Linked DNA regions of Mus musculus: region 1 is linked to region 2. Evidence: chromatin contacts called from public promoter capture Hi-C data. All regions are on one chromosome and are shown on one strand. Each heading gives the region's core, a stretch centred on a gene start, on an enhancer-like site or on the middle of the called end of the contact. The rest is flanking DNA. Distances are from core to core; before and after follow the strand shown.

Evidence for each region. Promoter capture Hi-C pulls out the DNA fragments that hold promoters and counts their contacts.
Region 1: a contact with region 2 is called in a promoter capture Hi-C map of the HPC-7 cell line, with 3 times the contacts expected there. The contact joins two enhancer-like sites. A contact is called at or near these places in 3 of 39 promoter capture datasets (the HPC-7 cell line, hippocampal neurons and liver).

Annotation. Positions count from the first base shown.
Region 1 is chr14:30,626,416-30,633,139 of GRCm38.p6, forward strand. No RefSeq gene overlaps it. Among named protein-coding and RNA genes, the nearest start is that of Prkcd, 3.6 kb to the left of the region's middle. Within about 2 kb of position 4,851, at least 111 of the 459 cell types and tissues checked have an H3K27ac peak or open chromatin away from gene starts, as enhancers often do. A contact at or near this core is called in the HPC-7 cell line, where this site is marked.
Region 2 is chr14:30,051,696-30,058,535 of GRCm38.p6, forward strand. Cacna1d (calcium channel, voltage-dependent, L type, alpha 1D subunit) reads right to left here. Exons shown (of 47, transcript NM_001083616.2): 40 at 749-862; 41 at 1-39. Among named protein-coding and RNA genes, the nearest start is that of Gm52106, 18 kb to the right of the region's middle. Within about 2 kb of position 3,421, at least 33 of the 459 cell types and tissues checked have an H3K27ac peak or open chromatin away from gene starts, as enhancers often do. A contact at or near this core is called in the HPC-7 cell line, where this site is marked.

The sequences.
Region 1 (6,724 bases), core at 3,601-6,100, 580 kb after region 2:
GCACGCAGGCCATCCCATCTCAGGGGACTAATTTATAGAGGAGGACTCCGAGGCCAAGTTGGGGGGTGGGGTTGAGCACTGCACACACAATGGAGCCCAGGAGGCACCGACGGGGCTTCCCCAACTACTTGCGCCCACACCCGGGACTCCCCACTGGCCAGCTGGCCCGCCTTGCCTGGCCTCATTCCTCTTCCTGCTGGCTTGAGCAGAGCCACGCCGCCAGGCCTGCCGGTTCCAGTCCTGCCCGAGAGAAGGAGCTGGGAGGTCTCCAGGGCGAGAGGTTCTAGCCAGTTTGTCTCAGCACTGCTCCTCAGACAATTGTGGGAATTGCCTCTGCCCCCATCTCACTGTCTTTCCTGAGCCCACGGTTCAGAGCTCCCCTTGCTCAGTCAAGCTCATAAGAGGGATTTGATTGTCAGCTGTAACTCATTCACTCATTAAGGGTCCCCTGGGCCCAAAGTCTGAGCACCAAATGGGAGCCAGGGACTCCATTTTTCTGTCCCCAAAGCCCAGAACACTAAGCTGTTACATTATACTTACCCAAAGAAATGACTTCCTGGGCTGGGCAGATGATCGTTTTTTCTAGCACGCAGAGAGCGCTGTGTTTGACCCCCACCACAGAGTAAACCACAGATGGAGGCTCAGAATAATACTCCAGTGCTCAGGGGGAGAAAGCAGGAGAATAGAGTGTGGACGCCAGCCTGTTCATGAGAGACCTTGTCTCAACAAAACCAAACAAACGAGAACTCTTCCTGGGAGGATACAAGAGGGTTCTAATAGCCCAAGATACCTAAGTTCCTTCTGGAAAACTACCTAGAAGGAATAGAAGTCTAGACAGCTCTTTGCCGACTGAGATCAAGAGAAGTGCTGCTGCAGGGGCTGGTGAGATGGCTCAGTGGGTAAGAGCACCCGACTGCTCTTCCGAAGGTCAGGAGTTCAAATCCCAGCAACCACATGGTGGCTCACAACCATCCTTAACGAGATCTGACTCCCTCTTCTGGAGTGTCTGAGGACAGCTACAGTGTACTTACATATAATAAATAAAAAAATAAAAAAAATAAAAAGAGAAGTGCTGCCCCACCCGTGGAGGCTTGAAACTTCCAGGGATGGGGGACCCTGGCAGAGATGTGGGGCTCCAAACCTTATTTTAAATGTACATTGGGGATTGAGCTAGAGAGAGGAAACCACAATGACTCGTCCCTTCTGTAGAAAGAGGAAGGCTGCTGCTTCCCTCTACCCTGAAAGAAAGAGGACCCAGTTTGAAAATTAGTATTTAAGTCCCCAGTCCTGATAACTGTCCCCACCCCATGACAGTGGATTCTTCCCACAAAGTTGACTGGGCAAATTGGATTCCTTCTGGAACCTTCTGCCTCACATCAGGCTTGTAAGCATGCTGTTTCCTGGGTCATTTCCTATTAACATTCCTCTACCTGTCTCTGCTGTGTCTCTTCCCATCTGTGACTCCCTGATGCTCTTCCCATCTATGCCCTTTCCATCAGCTAAGGGACCCTATTCTTTTTGTTGTTGTTGTTTTGTTTTGTTTTTTTGAGACAGGGTTTCTCTGTGTAGCCCTGGCTGTCCTGGAACCCACTCTGTAGATCAGGCTGGCCTCAAACTCAGAAATCTGCCTGCCTCTGCCTCCCGAATGCTGGGATTAAAGGTGTGCACCACCACGCCTGGCTTGGGACCCTATTCTTTTTTTTTTTTTTTTAATATTTATTTATTTATTATATGTAAGTACACTGTAGCTGTCTTCAGACACTCCAGAAGAGGGCGTCAGATCTTATTACAGATGGTTGTCAGCCACCATGTGGTTGCTGGGATTTGAACTCAGGACCTTAGGAAGAGCAGTCGGCACTCTTAACAGCTGAACCATCTCACCAGCCCCCGGGACCCTATTCTTTAGCTTACTTGGGAAAGCTAAACTCTTGAGCTGAAGGAAAGGGTGTGCGGGGGTGAGCTCAAGTGACCTTTGCCCACCTGGAGTTGGGTTTCACCCTATCTGGCTCCTCCTCCAGATCCGCAGCAGCCAACCTAGCCTCTCCCTCAACATCAACAAAGGACCTACCCTGTGCCAGGGACCACAGCGGGAGAGCCAGCCATTGGGGAGCTCTAGATTCAGCCACTAAACCTTTCTTCCCACATGCTGCCTTCTGCCTTGGGAAAAGGAGATGAAGAAGACTGGGTGGTTGGGGATGGGGTCTACCCAGTACTGGGCCTTGTCTTAGGTGCTAGATATGTGTCCTGCATATGATCTTCAAACCCAACTTTGGTGACTAGCAAGGGGAACTGTGATATAAGGAAATGTAGAGTAGCTAAGATGGCCATGTTCTGGCAAAGGCACAAGAGCAGTGCGTGGTGGGCTTCTCTCCAGAGACTGGCCTGGCCCAAGGAACTCAGAGAAGACAGGCTTGGGTAGAGGTCAGGGACTTCAGGCCCAGGTTGGTTAGGACCACTCATTATGGAGCTGGGTACAGCACTGGGTAGGCACTGGGTAGGCCTGAGCTGTCCCTAACTAACCTCATAAGGGCCTATCGAGGCCTCAAAGGAAACTGGCTGTATCATGTGCTGACTCTATGACCCTGACTGTATCATTGTGACCACGCCCTTTCCAGCTTAAGTCCTCACCTGTAAAAGTGGCTGCACAAGGAAAGAGAAACACAGACAAACACAGACAGACAGACAGACAGACACAGGGGAAGGAGAGAGCGAGAGCAAGAGAGAGAGAGAGAGAGAGAGAACACAGAGTTTGATCCAAGGTGGACCTCTGCTAAGGACGTGGTCTGTATGTTTGTATGTTTAGGATTACAGGAATGGTCATTATGCTAAGTCACAGGCTCTCAGCTTTGAAAGGGCACGGGATAGTCCTCAACACAGGGTATTGATCCTCTAGCAAGGCTGAGCATCCACACAGAAGTGATCCCCCTCTTCTCTTTCTCCTCCTCTCCTCCTCCAGGTTAGCATAAAGCCTAGCACAAGATGTGGGTGGAACCGAGCAGCAACCACTCTGGGCTGGTCCTCTGTGAGTTTCTGGAGGAATTGTCCAGAGGAGAGCGCGAAGACTTCTATCACTCTGGTATTATCCAAAGCCGTGAGCAAAACAGGGTCCTGAGACCTCTGAAGGAGAAGTCTGAGATCTAATCAGATAGCCTGAAAAGACCACCCATTGTTCCTGAGGCCCGCCTGCCCGCTGAAGACAGGACGGGCTCTCCCATTTGCTCTCTGCCAGCGGTCAGTTCTTGTGCTGTTTGTGTTTCTGTCTGTCTCACTACTTACTGTTCTAGCCCTGAAGCTCTAACTGTCAGGGCAGCCATCTCCTCCCCACCCAGAGGAGCCCTGTTCTGGTGAAGAGAGAATAGACTCACGATTCTGGGACAGGAAATACAGGCAGCAGGAGTAATATATTTGAGCCTGGCAGGGTTTCGTTGGGGGCAGTGAGGTGGGAAAGGGCACTTGGGGCATGCCTACAGGTCAGGTCATGAAGGCTGCCACAGAGGTTTCAGCCCCTGGCACCAGGTGGCAAGTAAAGTCAGGCTCTGGAGATTTTAAGGGTAGTACCACGTGGCAGGGAGATACTGAAAGGGCTAGGTTATTGTCCCATTCTGCCCTGGACCTGTGATCTGACTATGTGTAGGCTCCCTCCTCTGTGGAGTGAAGATGCTAATAACGACATCTTGTGGTTGAGATGGAGTTTCTGAGACCAGAGGAGCCAGCTCAAGCAGGGTAGGTTCCACCAGTTAACACAAAGTCAGCAAGGCTGGGCTAATCCTCTCTGAGATTCCTCTTAACCTCCGTTTGTTTAGTGAAACTTAAGGAATTCCTGGAGAGAAATGGGCAGCAGTTCTTAAGGACATCAGGGCATAGGGCATTCCTGTGGCTCTCTCATGGGCACAGCCCTGGACTGTCCCAGCCCAGCATTAACCTCTTAGCACAGTTCTGGCCAGGCTGTCTCCTGGGGGGGGGGGGGTTTCCTCTGTCCCAGGTCCTCACTGGAACCCGGGAATGGCAAGGAGGGGCAGTGGAGCTGAGGCTGGTTAGCAGTGACAGCTAGAGGCATGAAGGAAAAGTCCAGAACAACTCCATGTGCCTCTGCTGAGGCTCAGACTAGTGTGTCTATCCACATAGGGTGACGGCTGGGAGAGGGAGGCAGGGATGGCCTCACCAACTCCTCACTTGCTCTCCTGTGGATGCCTCTGTTCCTCTGCAGACAGCGGTTCATTGAAACTTCTACTGGAAACTGAGGAAAGGGATTGAAGTGGCCCTGAGACAAAACAAGGTTCTTGGAGGTGCCGAGGGCTATAGACAGGTACTCCAGGGACCCAAGCCACATAAGCCCTCAGTGGCAACAGCATTCCCTTACCTCTTCCCCCTCCCCCACCTTTCACCCTTCCACATCCAACCTCTACTGTACCACCACAACCACTCTTGCAGACAGTCCCCTAGTGCCACTGTCATTGTGCACTAGTGTGGACAGCTTGCAGCCTTGCCTGCCCTAGGGAAGAATTTCCCAGCAGGGAGTGGGAGGTGCCAGGCCTCCAAGTGATTCTGACCTGACTATAAAAGACCCAGCTCTATTCCTGGGTCATGTAACCGCCTAGAGGCTGCCAAGACACTGACACCTGTCCTGGCATTGCCTTGCTGGTGAGGACCCAAAGCTGGAGGTGGCAGATGGGTAGGGAGAGCCCTAGAAACCTAAAAGACATAAAGATCTGTTGGCCGTTTTGAGTCCTTTAAAGTAAAGGAAACAGCCCCACTTACAGAAGAAAGCAGAAGTGTTTTGTAACTGCACAGATCTCCACAGTCTGATCTGCCCACTCCTCTCCTCAGAAGGAAGTGGCTGCCCTTTACTCCTCCACACAGAATAGAGCAGCCTGGAGCTCGGGACCTCTTTACCCTTGAGACTGGGAAGTTGAGCTGGGACTTCTGACAGATTTTGCCTGGCATCCCCTGGCAGGGCTCTGCGCAGTGGCAATGGGTAGTGCCCAAGAGAAGTGGTTGGGCCAGTTGGACCAGCAGAGCCCAACCCAGCAAGTCAAGTCCTCCAGAGATCTGAGAGGCCCTGGGTTACTTTTACCAAGACCCTGCTCTCGCTCTCCACTCCCTAGTCTCAGCTCAGTTTGTGCTTTGCCCCTGGAATGGCTTCCATCCAGCTCTTAGTAGTCAACAAACCCCATCCCCACCCCACTCCCCACAACACTCCCCACCCCACAAATGGCTCTTCTGCAGAAAGTCTTTGCTTCTCATGTGCCCACCTGCACTACAGCCTGCCCAGGGCCTCTCCTAAAGCATAGCCCCTGGGCAGAGGCCCCAGGCAAGAAAAAAACCATTCTGTAGCCACCTCAGTGGCTGGCTATGTAACCTGGAGCAAGTGCCAGCCCTCTTCCAGCCTCATTTTCCTCAGCTGTAAGAGCTACACCCCCTGGGGCTGCCTTGAGACTAACTTAACAGAGAGCCCAGTCCCATGTCCAGCACTAGAACTAGGCAGCTAGGCCTATCCCTCCTTCTGTCCCACACCTCCCCATCTGCCAATCCTAGCAACTTGCAGTCGGTCGGCAGGGAGGAGCCTCCACAGTGCAAAATGAGTCCCATCCTCCAGCTGCTGCCCACCCAGCCTCAACCCACCACCTTCATAGGTCTGGGCCCAGCTTCTGCCCACAGCCTTTTGTGGGCACAGACTGTGGCCATCTTGGCCACAGTGGCTAGGCAGGCAGCCAGGCTGCTGAACAGGCTTGGACAGGAGGCATTGTAAGCCCTTAAGGTAAACAAAATAAAACAAAACAAAACAAACAAACAAAAAACCACAGTCAATACCCAGGCCAGCACCTCAGGATCTATGACCGCAGGGCAAATGGAAGAAGGGTATAATTTTTGGATATGGGGTAGAATTTGGGTCAAGGGCTGGAGTACAGAATCTAAGCTCTCAAGTAGGCCACATGTAGGCTAGAGACTCGGTTGGTTTCCGACACCCCTGACACCCCACCATACCAGGCTTCCTCAAGGTTGGCTTTGGAAATGGAACCCCAGTCACAGGTACCAGGCCCTGGACCACTGGAGTTTCCAGGTGCAGAAGAGATCTGGGACCCAGTTGAGAGCTCTGGGGGGGGGGGGGGGGAGAGTTAGTCTTTTAAATTTGTCCTCAGGTTTTATAACCTAGATGCTTGGGAAGTTCATGCTGACTAAGGTCTGTCCTAGCTCCCTCCAGTTCCCAGAGCAACCCTGCTGGCTTGGTGGAGTGGGAGGATGTTTCCCAGGGTGTGGACTGCTTCTGGCCAGGGTGGGGGAGGGGTGCTGTTTGAGGCCAGAAGTTGAGAGAACGTAGAGGCATGGGGGTGGGGGGGGGGGTCTGTGCTGGCCTCTAGGGGCTACCTAGGAGTGAATTCATGCCTGTGTACTGAGGGGCCAGCAGGGGTCTGTGTATGGGAGGGCTTGTAGGAAGAGAGATGGCGGGAGCACCCTCCTTTCCTCTTGTGTCTCAAACCCTTCCATTCCACACCATCCATACCAGACACTAGAGCACTCCAGAAGCCCCAGGAATGTTTTTCCCTTCCCCAGACATTCAAGAAGGCCAGTGTCAATCACGATCCCCGTGAGTGTGCCACACATTTGTGTGTGTGTGTGTCTGTGCCTGTGAGTGTGTGTGCATGTGTGTGTGTCTCTGTCTGTATGTCTGTCTCTGTGTGTATGTATCTGTGTGTGTCTCTGTGTATCTGTGTCTCTGTGTGTG
Region 2 (6,840 bases), core at 2,171-4,670:
AACATGATTGACATGGTTTCCAAGCAGGGCACCATTTCTCTGCAAAATAATGGGAGACAACACCAGGTAATTTAACAACTATTTGATGCAGGCTTAGCTACGTTAGGTCATTTTTTTTTTTCTCTACATGAAACACAAACTCTAGGGCACGCTCCAGAGGATCCCTGAGAGACAACCTGAGCCTCTCTTTCAGTGGTCAGGTGGACAGACTCGTGTGGCAGTGGGCCCACCTGAAATGAGGAAGGTTACCAAGTCCTGAGCTGGGGCGCAAGCTCTCTGCTGCCCCTTGGGTATGTTCTTCCAGGCGCTCCAAGATGAGGTGACTTAAGCCCAGCTGGCTTGGTGGGTAGCCCCAAGGTAGGGTACTTGACATTTTCTCTGAGCTGGGAGGCTGAGGGCTGGCTGGCAGATCAAAGAACTGCTGGAGCAGAAGGAAGGCAGCGTGGACAGCTGCTAGAAAGACCCAGAATGTTCCTGGACTCTGTGGTCAGTGGGCTGTGGCTGAGCTGAGAAGCTGACAGCTGGGGACCGGGGAAAGCTCAGGAAAGAGGCTGGTCTGGCCCACAAGAGGTACTGGTGAACAGAGAGGTCCCAGGGTGGAGTGGGGCAGGATGTGCAAGCCTCTCTAGCCCCTGCCCCTGGTTTGTATTGTCCACACTCCTCTGCGGATCAGAACCACCCTAACCAAAGCCCCACCCGCCCCACTATCTCCATGTGGCCAGTGAGGCGCTAGGCGTGGAATAATTACTTTGAATACATCTTCTTCTTCTGGTTTGGAGTCTTCTGGCTCGTCATCTTGCAAGTCACAGGATATAGCCCGTCGGATTTCTGGCCCAATGTCATGCAGGGTCCTTAATCCCGCCTAGGTCAATGAAAATGGCAGAACAGGTTAGATATCGAGGAGGCCTGGTCCAGCCTGATGGAGCAGTAGGAGGGGAAGCTTTCTCCAAAGGCCAATCCAAGGAAGTACTGACTAACTGTAACTGTGACCTAGGCCGTTAGGGATGGGGTGTCAGTAGGTCCCAGTGGAGCTACGTTGGGCCCATTAAGGCTTGTGATCAAGTAACTTCCCCTAGAAATGCCCCACTCAACAGCATATGACCTGGCTATCAGCACTAGGAATGGTCACAGCTAACAGTGTATGCCCCTGACTAGCTCTTCAGGAAGGCTGCTTGCAGAGAAGCATATCCTGAGTCCCAAACAGGGCAAGGAATATCAGCTAGTTGTTCCTAAAAAGAACGAGGGGACGAGAACTGCCTGGCTGCATGGAGGATGAGCTGGCTTAGGAGCAGAGAAACGAGCAGCCATTGGGGCCGCTGACTCACTGGAAAGCATGGAACAGGTGGGTGACATCATACATTGCAGTCACCAGCACACTCAGGTCACAAGGAAACAGATCAACAGTCACACAGGCTGAGGCTGCTGTGCAGTGGAGCCACTCCAGCCCTTGGGGGGGGGGGGGTCCTTGGCCTATATATCCCATACACACTGAGGACCTGCTAGCAGAGGGGGCGGGATTCTGAAACCACACAGACTGATGAGGTCTTGCTACCATCTACAGGCAGTACAAGACCCACGGGTGACAGCTCTCTGGACTTCCCCATAGACCCTCTCTGCTGGCCTTCCTTAGCCCAAGGGGTCAGTCATGATGGGCCTGGGAAAGTCTGCATCATCCACACCTCTGTCGGGGAAACCATGTGAACGGCCTGTAAACAGGGTAAAGGGAGTCACAAGCTCTGAGAAAATTGAGTTTTCAGCATTAATTTGAAGAAGGTCAAGATGCTGACTTCAGACTAACAGGGGTTTCATCCTTCTCCACAGTCGCTCTGGGGTCTTAGGTTCTACCTCCGGTATGCAGGCAGCAAATAGTAACCCCTACAAGCTAGCAGGGAGCCAAAGACACTGCCTGGACAAGCAGCTTGTGCTCCAACCTCAGGGCCGTTTACAGAAGACAGTCGTGGAGGGCTGGGTCCCTGGGCAGAGAGCACTTTCCTGGCCTTTCTTCTCAGCGCCACACAGAAGTTGAGTAGCTTTGAGAAGGACTGAGATAAAGAGCAGTGCTCACACCTGAGACACTGTGGTGGGACAGATGCTTGGAAAAGGGAAAGGGAGGGAGCAAGGGAAGAGGGGAGGGAAGGAGAGAGGAGGTGAGCAGAGTGGGGCTAAGCCGAGCTAGAACCCCTGGTGTCAAAATACTCAAAGCTGGTCATCTGCAAACATCGGTGGTGACAAAGGTTAATTCAAAATGTAAGGTTGTCCAGAGACTTCTCAAGCGGCCCTTTATAACAACAGCTGCATCCGCAAGAACATCTGGTTCATTAGGTGGTTCTGCAAAAAGGCTGGTTTGTTCCGAACCCTTCTGTGATTGGACACCAGCAGGTCCTTCTGTTTCATGAATTGTAGGGACAAAGGTCAAGCTAGGGAATCGAAGCTTTATGGGTCTTACCTAGGAATGTTAGGCAAAGGAACCTTAGTTCCTGGGAGAGGGGACAAACACACATTCCCAACTAAAAATGGCATGAAGCTTAAGCATGGTACCCCACACTTATTATGTAACCACAGAAGGTGGTAAAGACAGTCTTCTAGCATACATATCAATGTACAGGAAGGGAAAGAGGCATATCCCAGCATATCCCAGGGTCCCAAACAGTTCATGGCGTGCCAAAAAAAGCTACTTCCTGCTGCCCTTCTAACCACAAATACACTCGTGTTTTTGGAAGTTTGTTCTCTCTCTCTCTCTCTCTCTCTCTCTCTCTCTCTCTCTCTCTCTCTCTCTCTCTCTCTCTCTCTCTCTCAGATTCTTATGTCCAGCACATTTTCTAGGTCTGCAACAGGCCCACCTCTATTCCTCAGAAATACCATGAAGGCAGCTCCAGGGGTGTGTTGGTAGAAGGTCTTACTCAGTTCAGCTGCGGGCATGTGGAGTACGGCCATACATACCCACTCATTCAGTCTCTAGAGTGCAATTCTCAAGACACAAGAAGAGTGGTGAGAGTCCCTTGTCTGACTTTTCGAGAGAGGTCTATTACGTATTTGAGATTCGGATAAGACACAATGCTTGAAACCCCTGCTTCTGTTTCCATAAAATAAACATGGGTTATATTCATTCTCTTTGACACTCCCAGGTACACTGTGCACATCAACGCAGATGGATTCTCAAGACATAGGGCCAGGAACATTTGCCAGTTTAAATAACAGTCTTGCTCTCATTTAACTGACTGGACTAGGTATCATTAAAAGAAATAGAAAACTATTTATTTGGATAATTTTTAACATCATCCTTCGTTGATGAGTTGACATTTCACTGAAATACACATGTAACAGTTGCATAATGAAAACAGAAACTGTCTCCAGCACACCTTCAGAGTTACACGAGATTAGGATTTCGTTGACAGGAATGGGGAGTAAACAGACAGGACAGAAGGTTCGTTTGCAACATAAATCATGGAGAGGGTTGACAGGTGGCTTGGGGTACCACTTCCCCAAACAGATAATGACAACATATTTATTAAAGAGACAGGAGGAGAGAAGGCAACACTCTTCCCAGATGTGAAAGCAGAGGGTTTTGAACTCATGATCCTAGTTCGCAAAGCGCACCTGGTAAGAGTGGGGCTGACTCGCTCTCTTGCGTGGGACCTGGGGGCAGGGGACCGACACACAGGTTCCCAGCTAGAATTGAAATGGAGCATAAGCACAGCACCCTGAATTTATTACATATCACAAAACACGAGAATGAAAATTATTCTAGCACACATATCAAGCTAAAAGGTAGCTTAGGCTGTTCCAAACCCCCAGAGGCACAGAATCCAGTGTTCCAGAATACAGACAACTATCTTAAACCCTCAGAGAAATTACTTACAACACTAAAAAAAAAAAGTATTTTTCTTGAAGAAAACATTACAGTCAGTAAAATTTTCTAGTCTTTCATATTTTATATATCTATCTCTATCAGCAAAAATATTGTTTTAATTTGAAATGTGGTCATTAGCACTTAATCCACACATAGCCATATAAAGTCATTCCATTAACATCACAGTAGAGTTATAGTTTTGAATAAACACAGAATTGCTATAAAATATAAACATTATTGACTTGTTTTAAGATGTCCAATCTTACAAAATATTAAACAGGATTAAGCCTAGTTTCTGGTTGACTTTAAAATGCTAGCTGTTATCATAAATATTTGTTTAAAAAAAGAAATGTTGGCATTTTGCCTGTAGACTGCTCCTTTAAGTTTTAGACACCATTTAATTGGAATTTTATAGATATTTACTCTACTTAATGATTAAGTCACCAAAAATATATTCTCTCTCAACATCTCTGAAGCAACAGCATAAAGTGACGCTCTGCTGTGGAGCAGAAATGCCCATTTCCCTTCCTGGCTCACCCTCAGGGTGGGGTGCTGTCTGTCTGGATGCATTTGAAAAGCATTTGCTGCCTGCTTCCCCAGACTAGCTCCCTGTGTCAGGCCAGCCATCTGCCAACTCTCACTCCACAGCATGCATACACAAACACCCAGAGACCCACCCCAGACCTACGCTGTAGCAGTGGAGGACAGAGAGGCAAGTCTCCAGGCGGCCCTGGGAGAGACCCTCCATCTTCACGGAGTGGGTGCCAGGGCTTCAGACTCCTGCCAAAGAACGTTACCGTGGCACAGCCTGCTCCTCAACCCAGACACGCCTCATTTAACCAAAGCTGGCTCTATGCAGTCACCTCACTATTGACAAGTTCTGGTTAATTTTAGGGGGGAGGGGCAGGACTTGGCCCACACTCAATTACAAAGAACAGTTTTAGACTAGCTGTTAGAAGATGGGAGATTAAATCCTGAAAGAATGAACAGGCTTGTCTATGTGCCGTCCCCCGCCTCCTCTGCACATGGGCACACCCCTTATTCTACCACTGCCTTCCTCCAGGAGAAATGTCATGGTGTGGCCTTTGTTATCCATTGTGAACAGTTCTCGTGTTAGATATAAAGGGTTAGAATCATGGCTATGACACTCCATTACTCATGTACAGCGAGCCCTCCTCTCCTTGACGAGTCATCAGACCATGAGTTACTGAGGGCCAGCGCTGGGCTGTACAAATCATATGTGCCACCACATTCTGAAAGCTAAAGGGGTTATTTAATAGCGCTATCTAAGCAACCTATGACTGCAAAGAACAGAGAGGCCACTTGCAGTTCCACATTATTTTGGTGGGGACTAAACCAGGGCCTCAGGCATGCTAAGCACGGACCACTGGGCCACACTACCAACCCTTCCATCTTATTCCACTCTGATTCCTGGTTTAACATCAGAATCAGAGACGTTTTTGAACAGTTCCTAAAAATGCAGACAGCATTATATAAAATTCAGACTCCAAAATTTTAGGCTCCTTTGGCAGAATCATATTCCTGTCATTTTGAGCCTACATACTGAGGAGGGATGAGCCAAGACGATATGTAATAGGTTACATTATATTCCAGAACTAGTTAAAACCTCAGCTAGAAGCCTTGTTTTTCCCAATCTGCAGGGAGAGGGTGGTAACCAAGTCTCAAGCACACATTCATTCAAGGTTATCCTTCTAACGTAGGCAAGCAATTATATCACCTCCACTGCGTGGACTTGACGAATGCTCCGGCAGCACCGCACACACCCTCACTCTCACCATTACATCACCCCCAAACATAGGCGTGATGAATGGTTCCTAATCGTTACACACACACCCTGATTCTCACCTGTGCTATGCAGAGGTGGTAGAGATTCAAACACATTTCTAACACTCACTGACTCTAACCATTGCTCTTCCAGGTCACCACAGGCAGTGAAGTCCACACCACCTGACCCTTGGCCTCAATTAGGAAGGTGTGTGGGCTGCACAGGCTGAGGAGGAGCAGAAGCAGCCCACCAAGGAGTGCTCCAGCTACATGGGAGCCTCCTGGGCACAGATGGAAACTATGAGGCTCCAACATCTTCTGCCTTTAAGGGGGAACTTTGGGTCATCTCCCCAGAGTGATGTTTCAAGATGTGGTTCATGGACCTCAAGGCATCCTGGGACTCCTTCAGGGGTCCCTGGGGGTCGTGTAAGAGTGGATGTCCTTGGCCTTGTATATTCTCACTCTCTGAGTGTGCAGCAAGGTTTCCAAGGCCGAATGACAGGGTTGTCACCACCCCCTGGCCTCTTTGTGCTTACATATTCTTGTGTTTATAAAATTAATCAGCTTTGAGTTATAAGACAGTAAATATTGATATATAAGGGCTCTTGATAAACTTTAAGACTAGGAAAGTCCCTAGGATTGAAATGTTTGAGAACTGCCAACCAATCTGTCCCCTACCCAGCAGCACAGCTGTGGTCTCCTGTTAATGCTCAGCTCTTCTGACCCTCCTACATGTCTCCACCTCTGTCCACCATGTGGCTTCTCTGAGCTAGCCTTTGCCTCTTCCTCTCAAGTTCCAGTATGGTGGGCATGCTCTAGCATGGCTTCTTGACCTCAACACTGCATCATGAATGGTCTCCTTACTGTCCCAGAGTCAACTTTCTCAGGCCTAAGACCTAACCAAGGAGAGTAAGGTCACCCAGGTATCCACTCACCTGGGAACCCTAAGCTTTACTTACCAAGCCCTTTCCTATAGATAATGGAGCCGTGCTATGATAGGCAATTGAGGGACACTGGGTGAATATTAGTAAAGAACATGCGACCATAAGAGTCTGCGGCTATGACATTACTTGCGCTAACTTTTTCATTAAGGACTTTGGGACATAAAAATGACTCCTCTCAGTACAGACCAACCTCCCTTCTTCAGAAAGCCGGTCCGGTCATCCCGTGGACTAATTCTGAATTGGGTCATACCATGACCTTCG